3 separate regions of the Mus musculus genome follow, and regions 1 and 3 are each linked to region 2. Evidence: chromatin contacts called from public HiChIP or PLAC-seq data. All regions are on one chromosome and are shown on one strand. The core of a region is the stretch at or near the end of the contact, and the rest is flanking DNA. Distances in the headings are between cores, read along the strand shown. Region 1 overlaps Gm15997 (predicted gene 15997). Region 2 holds the start of Hmgb1 (high mobility group box 1). Region 3 overlaps Gm35620 (a long non-coding RNA gene).

Evidence for each region. HiChIP or PLAC-seq counts read pairs in DNA pulled down with a chosen protein or histone mark.
Region 1: an H3K4me3 HiChIP or PLAC-seq map of forebrain shows a contact between it and region 2, with 5 times the contacts expected there. The contact joins the enhancer-like site here to the promoter of Hmgb1 in region 2. A contact is called at or near these places in 2 of 39 promoter capture datasets (the 3T3-L1 cell line and hippocampal neurons) and 4 of 115 datasets of contacts at active chromatin or transcription factors (the SCID.adh cell line, embryonic hindbrain, embryonic midbrain and 1 more).
Region 3: an H3K4me3 HiChIP or PLAC-seq map of forebrain shows a contact between it and region 2, with 4 times the contacts expected there. The contact joins the enhancer-like site here to the promoter of Hmgb1 in region 2. A contact is called at or near these places in 19 of 39 promoter capture datasets (the 3T3-L1 cell line, 3T3-L1-derived adipocytes, the C10 cell line and 12 more), 11 of 484 Hi-C or Micro-C datasets (the HPC-7 cell line, bone marrow-derived macrophages, cranial neural crest and 8 more), 34 of 115 datasets of contacts at active chromatin or transcription factors (the 230-238 cell line, DN3 thymocytes, the SCID.adh cell line and 24 more) and 3 of 9 other capture datasets (liver, macrophages and pancreatic islet).

The regions. Positions count from the first base shown.
Region 1 is chr5:149,487,851-149,491,015 of GRCm38.p6, forward strand. Gm15997 (predicted gene 15997) reads right to left here. Exons shown (of 5, transcript NR_045423.1): 5 at 1,206-2,076. It also overlaps a transcript of Wdr95 not described here. Among named protein-coding and RNA genes, the nearest start is that of Wdr95, 39 kb to the right of the region's middle. Within about 2 kb of position 1,386, at least 90 of the 459 cell types and tissues checked have an H3K27ac peak or open chromatin away from gene starts, as enhancers often do. A contact at or near this core is called in forebrain and hippocampal neurons, where this site is marked.
Region 2 is chr5:149,051,365-149,054,547 of GRCm38.p6, forward strand. Hmgb1 (high mobility group box 1) reads right to left here and starts at 1,693. Exons shown (of 5, transcript NM_010439.4): 1 at 1,536-1,693.
Region 3 is chr5:149,315,048-149,318,617 of GRCm38.p6, forward strand. It overlaps Gm35620 (a long non-coding RNA gene), which reads right to left. Exons shown (of 2, transcript XR_377267.3): 2 at 1,561-3,305. Among named protein-coding and RNA genes, the nearest start is that of Gm35620, 5.7 kb to the right of the region's middle. Within about 2 kb of position 2,159, at least 14 of the 459 cell types and tissues checked have an H3K27ac peak or open chromatin away from gene starts, as enhancers often do. A contact at or near this core is called in forebrain, where this site is marked.

The DNA of each region.
Region 1 (3,165 bases), core at 136-2,635, 440 kb after region 2:
TTCATCACCTCGTGGTCTAGAGGATCATGCCAGGAGCATGCACAGGACTGTTTCATGTAATATTTTAAAAAATTTAAATAGCTACTCTCTGGGCCTGGCGGTCTTGCTGCCTCCGTGGCTAACCCCATGTGGCATCTGCTCAACTTTCTATGGTCCGATTGCCACGGAACCTGCTCACATTCCCTGTCGTCTAACCACCACAACTGGCTGCTGCCAAACCGGCACGCAATCCCCAATTTCCGAGGCTAGCTGGAGGCACACTCTTGCAAACCCACACTCCTCTGTGGTTACCTTTCCCTGGAGCCAAAGGTTCCGTAACACTTCCCACCATCATCCTGTTGCAGATGGGACCTTTGGGGACAAACCATATTCAAACCCTAATATTAGACATATCATACCACTGATGACCCTAATATTAGACGGGTGGGGGACAGTGTTCATCAGCTACTGCCTGTCAGTAAGCATCCACAAAACTCTGGTTGCATTCAGCAGTGGGTATGTATCCTTAGCTTGGCAGGAGTAACTGACTGCTCTAGGCTGGGGAACTCTCCAAGTAGGAGCCTGGTGGCTCCTTTGGTGGGGATGGTGGCTGTCTGTCATGTGCTCATTTGCATTCCCACTGAAGGTACAGTGTTCTCACGGGCGTGGCAGAAGCACCCCGGGACAACTCTCAGAGTCCTTTAAAGTCTCCTCTCAGAATTGGCTCTCTGCCACTTTGTCAAATTAGTCAGAGTGAGCCAAGGCCACGGTCAAGGGCAATGCATGATGCCTTTCATGGAAGGACGCACGGAGTTACTGGCAAGGACCATGGACAGAGCAAAGGTGAAGGGACTAGGGCAACGATACCTCAGTCTGCCCAGGAATGTGCAGCATGCACAGAAGAGAAACCCCAGCAAGGAGGAGGCCTGGGCAGACCTGTAGTTCCCCCTTTCCACAGCTGCATCTCATTGTAGTCTAAACTACACCCTGCAGCCCTTTTAGAATAGGTTGCCCCCGATGCTGGCTCCATCCCACCCCGATCCATTTGTTATTTATTCAGTAATACAGGACAGCTCTCCAGGCGGGTCCTCTGGCTGTGGATTCCTCTGGTGTGGTTGTTATGGGAAACATTTCATTTCACATCTGCTGATGTGTTTTTCTGTCTCTCAAGTAAAACCACGAGGTAGAGAAGAAGAAGAAGAAAAAAAGGAAATTCATACTCTGTTGGGCTATAAAGGATAATGATTAATTTATTCCGAGCTATATACAAATCAGACTATCGTCTTTCAGACGGAATCAATAATACAATTTTAAGCCCACACACATTTACAAATGCTAGCACTCCAGAGCAGCTGGGTTGCCATGGGCAACCAGGGCATGCCAGCTCATGATCTGAAGCAAGCTGCTGTCTTCCAGCCTTGCAAGCACATTCGGCAGACAGGATTCTAGGGAGCCCAGGGCACCCGTGTTGGCTCTGATCTGGCCGCCGCACAAATGCACCCCTGTGATGATTTGGATTAGCTCGCGTCTGAATTGCTTAGCGCTCTTTAAGCTCCTGCTTGCACCAGCTTTCTTTGATATACTTTGTGTCTGCGTCTCTACGGACTAGGCATGCGCAGAGGGTGGCTAGGCAAGCCATGGGCTGTCAGAAGGCATTGAGAGCCGGTAGAGATGGCTCAGGTGCCCAGTGTAGCCTCAGACAGAGCTCAGCGAGACATGCTTGTTTCTAACTAGAAAACAGGGCCAGTGGACACCGTGCTATGGCTGATAGGCCTAAGCAAAACCTCTCCATAGGTCTCCTGATCTATCTTTTGTCTCTTAAGAAATGGAGGAATGGGATTACAAACTCCTTGCCTAGTTGGGCAGCGAAAGAGAAAACTTTTTTTCTAGTATATATTTATCAAGAAATAAACAAGCAAGATCTTTGCACTGTAGGTTAAGCAGGGGCATAGCCGATATCACTCTAAGTACAAATTCCTAAAGGGCTCCGTGCTTCACAAGAGAAGTCGACAAACCACCGCTGCCTCTGTTTCTCTAAGATGCAAGCCCTCTCTGGGAGAACCAGCCATCCAAGGTACCACTGGGGATCCGGTGACACTGTGGCAAAATGAACTGTAATTAGGATTGTCGTTTAAACATGTGGTCATTTATATCCAATTTTCACTCACTACAATAAAAACTATGAAATATATGTCAGATTCACTTTGTTATTGATTTATTTGATCACAATCCTTCCCTTTGCCCAGAATTTTGCCTTGACCCATCCTCACATCCTCATTATTTTCCGTCAGAACAGAAACGGTTTATGAGGACTTGGTTAGGGCCGACCCTCCCTCCCACCCTTCCCACAGTGCTTATGCTTCCTATCTTGGCCAAGGACAGTAGAAGCCCTGCCCCCACATCCCCAAAAGCATTTTCTGAATGTGAAGCGTTCTATCTACGGTTGTGGCTGTCCAGGCTGCCCAGAGGGTTGCACAAGCGAGGTTAGGTGGACCCCAGAGTTCTTCAGAGTCCCCTAAAGGAACTGTGTGGTGTCCACGCAGCATCCTGAAACCAGCAGCTATCCTGGGGGCGCCTATGCTGCTTCGAGCTCAGACATCGCCAGCAAGGCCTCAGCCTTCAGGGGAGCCCTGCCTTCCGAGTGTGGAGCCCCCTATCTGGCTGCTGCGGGAATGCCTCACTCGAGAAAGAATGCGGAGCCACTCGGTCAGCTCCCAAGAGCCCACGCACAGGAGGACGCCTCTGCATCACGCAGACCCGGCTCAGAGCCTGAGGGCTGAAAAGGTAAGAAAGCAGAGACCAGACTGCACCCTTCACGCCCAGGCAAATCAATAGCAGAGATCTGAAGCTGGGCTCCCTAGGCATACCAGGAGTTCACTTACTACCAACGACACAGTGAAAACCTTGGGCCATACTCAGATCCCTCTACATCAGCTTGGTACCCACTTCCTGGCTGTTGGAACACCCCTAATCACCCCAGGCCCCTGGTGCCTCCACATCCTTCCTCTCTTCTTTGGATGCCCACCCACAGAATTCCAAGGCCCAGCTCCATTCTAGCAACTAAGCTATCCCCAGCTAGAGGCTCACCCTAACTGGTAAAATTTTAACGTTCACTAGGACACTGTGCCGTGCCACATGGCAGATAGCTAGAACCAACTCATTTTGCAGACCTTAAAGGACCTTCAT
Region 2 (3,183 bases), core at 443-2,942:
GCAGTTTCCTATCGCTTTGGCCCCGAGATGCGTTTCTGCTCTGACTAAACACGTCCGGTCTGAAGTTTCTCCGAGTAAACAAGGATGAGGGACAAAAGCCACTCCTGCCGCCGCCTCCTCCGCCACCACGGGGGTGTCGGGCACGCTCTCTTCTTTTTTTTTTTTTTTGTCTTTTTTTTTGTTTGTTTGTCTCCCAAACCGGGCCCGTGAAAAGTTGGGGTGCCCTGGCGCGCGCGCGGGCAGGATTGATTCTCCGCCCTCCCAACTTGGCCCGAGGTTGAGGGGGGCTGCGGCTCCGGGCGGGCCCGAGGCCGCCACGTGCGCCCGGAAGGCCGCACGCAGGCTCGCGCCGCCGCCGCCCCCATTTTGTCGGGCCCCGGAGCAAGGAGAGAAGAAGCCCCGCCGCTCGAAATGGGGGCTGGCTCCGCCCGCGGCCGCCAGGGCCGGGCGCACGGAATGGCCGCTGCGCGTCTTCCCCGCCTGCGCCGCCGCCGCGAGGGCGAGCGCGAGCGAGAATATGGCTCCTTCCCTTTGTGTGTGCGCGCGTGTGAGTGTGTGTGTGTGTGTATGTGTGTGTGAGTGTGCGAGGAGACCGAGGCGCGCGGCGGGCGGGCGGGGCGCTGGCGCACTCGCCATGGCGGCGGGGGAGGGGCGGGGGGCGCGCGGCTCCCCTCCCCCCGCGGCCCCCGCGCCGTCTCCCTCCGCGCGCCCCGCCGCCCCCGCACGGAGAACGCGGGGCCGGGGAGAGAGAGAGACTGAGAGAGAGAGAGAGGAGAGGAAGAGAGGGGAGCGAGAGGAGAGAGGGGGGGAAAAAAAAAAGTTGCCTCAGAACTGCTGCGCCCAGCTTCCCCCGCCCGCCCGCCCGCCTTGTTTTCTCTCCAGCCAGCAGCGCCCGGCCGAGTCAGCCATGTTCCAGCGAGCGCAGCGGCGCCGCTCCCCCCCACACGGCCGCCCCGCTCGCCCGCCGCCTCACCCGGCCCGAGCCGCCCCGCACGGCCGCCCCCGGCCCACCCGCGGCCGCCCTCGCCCGCAGCGGCGCCCCGCCCGCCGCCCCGCGCTCCCCGCCGCGGCCGCCCATACAGCGGGGAAGCGCCGCTGCCCGCCGGCTCGCTCGCTCCGCGCACGCCGCCTGCCCGAAACGCTCGGCCCTGGGGGCCACAAACACGTTTTGGGGAAAAAAAATTTTTTTTAAATAATCCGGAACACGAACACACACACAGGCAGACACAAAACAAAAAAAAAATTTTTTTTTTTTTGCGCCAGTGAAGCGCGGACGGCGCCGCGGGTGTGAAGTGGCGGCCGCCTGAGGCCCCGCGACTCGGCTCGGCTCCGCTCGGCGCGGCACGGCGCGGGGCAGCGTTCGCGGCAGCGGCCGGCGGAGCCTCGCTCCGTGCGCAGTTCCCCCCACGGTCCCCCCTCATTTGCCTTTGTGTGGAGCCTGACCCGCCGGCTCCGGGCCGCGGGGATCCGGCCGCCGCGCAGGCGACCAGGCTACCCGAGGCGCTCTCCCCGCCGCCGCGCCGCCCCGCACTCACCCTCCGCGAGGCACAGAGTCGCCCAGTGCCCGTCCGGCTCGCGCTTGCCCCGGCGCTGTCTCTATGGAGCTCAATGTACTGCAATGGCTGTGAGAGCGGGAGCCAGACGCAGCCTCCTCACTCTCTCCGCTCTGTAACATTACTCTCCAGCCAGCGCGCCTCCTATTGGCTACCGCCAACTCACCAGGCCCGTTCATTGGCCCGTTCCCTCCCATTGTCCTGACCAGAGCCCGCGCGCCATTGGCTGTCTGCGAGGACACGTCACCGAGGATTGAAACAGCGCGCAAATCTGAATGTGTGTGTGTGTGCCGGGCCGAGAGGCTGAGGCGGGAGAGGCAGCGGCAGAGGCAGCAGCTGCTACGGGAAAGCGGAGCTCTATGGTGTCTCTGTGCCTGCGCCTGCCCCGAGCCAGCCCCACGCCCGAGCCGCGGCGCGCGCGGCCAGGGCCCGGCTCCGCCGCAGCCACGGCTGCGTCCCCAGGCCCGGGCGCCTCCCCGCAGGCCCGCCCCCCCTCCCGCTCCACGCTCCCGCCCCGAGCCGTTGGGATGTGCGGCCCGTGCTTGGGGATGCCTCCCCGAGTGGGGTGACTGCTCGGGGGGGCCTGTGGCCCAAACACGGGGGCCTCTGCGGGCTCCGGGACGGCCGTGCTGCTGCAGCCCACCACAAGACACCCCTCCCCGGGACTGCCCGCCTAACGTGCCCACCCTGCCCAGAAGCCTAGTCTGCACCCGCCAGCAGGCGTCCAGTTGCACCCCTTCTTCTGGGTTTGCTCGGGTTTCCCCCAGTACTTCTCGAACTTTTTTTTTTTTTTTCCTTTTGGTGAGACACAAAGCACTGTTTTGAACTTCCCGGACACCAAAGCCTTATACCAGGGAATTAATGCACAGCCACTGGGGTTTGATACTGGCTGTTCTCAGAAAATGTTTGGGGGGGGGCCCAGCTAGAATTAGCAAGTTCTTTAAAGACCTCATTGCCCCACCCCCATACACACACATACACACACACACACACACACACACACACACACAGACGCTGTTTTCTGTGACTCGGTGTGGATTACTGTTAGAATCAAATGAATCTTTGTGATTGCTATCTTGCCTCCGATCACACCACTTAGTGCATACATGTACCTGCTCTAGGGTTACCAGACATTTAGGGCTACTGTTACCTGAGGGATTAGAAGCAGTCGGAGAGTGCTTGGGCCCAAACCCACAGGCCATGCTTTTTCCTGCTCTTCAAGTTGGCTGATCATTCTTAGGTATGCAGAGAAAAATAGCCAGGCTGGCTCTAAAGGCCACAGGCTTCCATCAATCTTTGATGAATCTAACAGCTCTTTCTTTCTGGTGAGCACAGCACCTCTCTTCACTTCAAAACAAATGTCCCCCATTTTTTTTTTTTAAAATCCTGGCTCCTATACACTTCTCAACTAAGAAACAAAGAATTCCTCCAAAATGCACTTGATCCAAGTCAAAACATCCAAGTCATAGATTCTGGGTTTCATTTCTATACCACTTCTGAGGCCCTATTATGTAATGGATTTGCTCGAATTTATTATCCTTACTGGAATAGGTTTAGATTATCTTTTCTGGCCAGTGGCTTTAATGTCCATTGCCATTTTTTTTAACAATATATCCTTGGTCTCGTGAAT
Region 3 (3,570 bases), core at 909-3,408, 260 kb after region 2:
GACAATAGTGCCTGTTCAAAGGTAGACACATCTGTGAGTCCAGGGGCAATACCTGTAACCCCAGAGGAGAAGGATCATGGGGTCAAGCCTGAGCTACATTGTGAGCTTTAGGCTAGCCTGAGCTGTGAGAACCTGTCTCAAAGCCAAGCCAAGGCAAACAAACAGGGAATAGAAAAGAAGATAAAGCAAAACCTTGACTTAGTTCTGCTGCTGTGACCTCAGCAACTCTTAGCTGGGGACTCACTTAGAGTCCCCAGAGGTTCCATCCAATCTCATGCAGGAATCATGGTGGCAGGCAGTCAGGGAGGCATGTTGCTGGACCAGTAGCTGAGAGCTTTATAACTTAATCCAAGACAGGAGGCAGAGAAGGGGGGTGGCTCCTGAAACCTCAAAGCCAATCCCCTAGTGACACACCTCCTTCCACAAGACCACACCTCCTGATCCTTCCCAAACAGTTCCACCAACTGAGGTTTAAGCATGCAGCTATGTGAGCATGTGAGATCCATTCTCATTCATAGCATGTGAGAACCACATGTCTAAGCCCAAACTGAACAGGCTTCTGAGCAGACAACAGACTGCTTTCCATCAGCTTCTTCAGAGTGACAGGAACTACCCATGGCCAGTGCTTTTTAAGGGATCTTGGAAAAAACACGTAGACTTCCTTCAAAGGTGGAAGCAGAAAGGCCGCCTGGGCTCCATTTTGTAAATCCTATTGTGAATGAGATCTTATGTTTCACAGTAAAACAATGGTCTGGAGCTTGGATGCACATCTTCTTTTGGACTCAGTGGACTAAAAGGCAAAGGTTAGTTTCTGTGACTCTAATGATCATTACTGTTTACGGACTCACCATGTTTTATAGTTAGACTACTTTCCACAATGAAGGAAAGAGGCCAACTTGGGTTTCCAGAGATCTTGTCCCTCTTGGTGGTTAGGAGGCAAAGCACACCGGATAATAGGACCTGAGTCTCAACAGCAGTGGCCCTTGGTGAGCACACGCTAGTGTCTGCACCTTAATCTAGCTGAGTGATGCTGTCATTTGTGAATTTATTGCAATAAAGTGATTGTATTTAAAATGTGTCCCTAGCATTTTACAGATAGATATTCACATATTTGAAATTCAAATGTTTCTGTATATTTTTATTTATTAAAGTGGCCATCCTAGTTCTGGTTGGGAGGAGTGAGAAGCATTTCCAGCATCAGCCGCTGCTTAAATCACTGGTCTTCCATCTTTGTCCCTTGTCTGCTTTTATAATTCTCCTATGTGACTGGGACTGCCAGCATATAGAAAGAGGATATTGTCACTGACATGAGCCATCTTCTGGATTTATCTACTTCATCAGAATCTTGGTTAGACTCCATCAACACTATTTAGAACATCCTGTCCTTTCTGTGTTTTGTAGTAGAAATTGTTATCCATCTATCTGTCCACTTATTTATTTGCCCACTAAGCCTTCTTCCCATCTGTTCATGGTGTCTCTTCACAGCAATGAAACCCTAACTGCAGCAGAGACCTTATTAGCTACTTTTCTGCCCCTGTGGGGAAGTAACGTGACCAAAAGTAACTTAAGAAAGAAAGGTTTTATTTTAGCTTATGGTTCCTCATGGCAGGGAAGGGATGGTATAATGGCGTGACTAGGAAGCTGACTGATCATAATTCATCTGCATAGGAAGCGGAGTGTGTGAGGAGGATGTGAGGGAAAGGCTATAAACTCTCGGAGCCCACTCCCACTGTTGTACTTTATCCAGCAAGGCTGCCCACCTCCTAAAACAGAGCCACCATCTGGGGATGGGGTGTTCACATACCCAAGCCTGTGAGGGGCACTTATTGCAAACCACCACAGATTCTAATTCTTTCTGTTACAGATAGATGAATAGCTTCAGTCTGAGAGAGATGACTGCTTTCACGGACTGGAAGCTCAGCTATTTAGGACATGCCAGTACTAAAAATACCACCCTGGAAAGGTGTTCTGCTGCAGGTTGCAGCCACAGACATTCTAGATTTTCAAGGCTGACCTAGCCTTGGTTACAGGTTCCTGGCTGCTCAGGGGCACTCTGCAGTTGCCATGGGAACCAGCCGCTCACAGAGTGTTCTTCTCTGGGGTCTCCTGAACTCTGCCTCAGCTGCCATGGCTAGCATCTTCTCAGATGCTGCCATGGGAACCACTGAAATGTTAGCATCTCCCTCTAGCCCACCAGCCCACCCGGCAGAGAGAGCCTGGCGGGGGGGGTGTCACACAGTGGGGGCTGGGCTTCTAGAGCACAAAGTTACCCAGTTTCAGCAGCTTCTGTGGAGTAGTACATTCAAGTTCAAAGTGGACAACTAGGACATGGGCTACTGGAACACATCCCAGCTAACCGGAGAAGAGTGAGGTCCCCCTCCTCCCCCCAAAAACAAGCAGCAGAAGAAAACGGCGGGGGGGGGGGTCCATTCTTTATCCTCCAAAGGGCTTCTGGGGTGGTGGTGGCAGCTCTGAACAAAGACTCTGATTCCATCCCCAGAGGGGGATGTGAACCCTGAAACTTCCCAGAGAAGTGTGTGTTCAGACACTAAACCCTGTAGACCTGTGGGAATATACTCAAAACATTCATCTAGTTTTAGATTTCTTGGGTTCACAGAAAGAAGAAAAACCAGGTGTCCCTCTAATCTCTAGTGTCAAATCTTGTCCCCCAACCAAGCCTGTCTCCTCCTCTATGACCTGCACTGGGTGCTGGCTTGGAAACTGAAGCCGGGTTTTTCTGATGATGGGAAGACTTTATATCTATTTTCACACTGTGCGAGGTTCCTGTTTGACTCCTTTTCCTGCTCCGTCCTGGAGCCAGAACTGCAGTGTGGCTTGTTCTTACGTGAAAGAGATGTCCAAGGCCTCCACGCCTGACTCCACGCTCCTTCCGGGGTTAGCCAATTGTATCCTGTTTTAGGATTGAAAGTCCATCTTCCAGGATGCTCATCCATTACGGGGCAACCCTAGGACAGATGTCTTCAGGCTTGGCCATCCGAGCCTTGATTCCTGTGATTGGCTGAGGATACATACGTTGTTTCCTTGCCCATGACAGGGAAAATAAATTCCTGTCTTTTGGGATTGAAAAGAATATAAATTCTTTCGCATAGGAAGTGCTCAGTCGATGCTAGTTATTTTCTCTGGGTGGGCATCTCAAGAGTAGTGACACAATTGTTAAAAGCTCTCACTGTGCTTTTATAGCCAATGGTGATGTTCTGAAGGACAGCGAGCCAGGAGAGGACTTATGACAGTGTCCAGGTAGGGATGGCATGCCTCCTCCATCTGCTGTGGGCCACGAATGAACACTGAAGGAAGACACATGACAGAGTGAGACTCTAGTGATTATCAGGTGAACCCAAACAGAGCCAGCCATAGGTATAAAACCTGGCTTGCAAACTCTAGTCTGGTTCACAGAGAAAGAGATGGGAGGTTTCCGAAGCCTGGAAGTGTCTCTGAGGAGATAGCTGGGCAGCCTAATAGGAAGATCTATATAGGCACTCCTGAATGCTCAGGAAGTTCCAGACTATTTTGATCTACTCTATAGTGTATTTTTTTATGTAAATCCAGGGT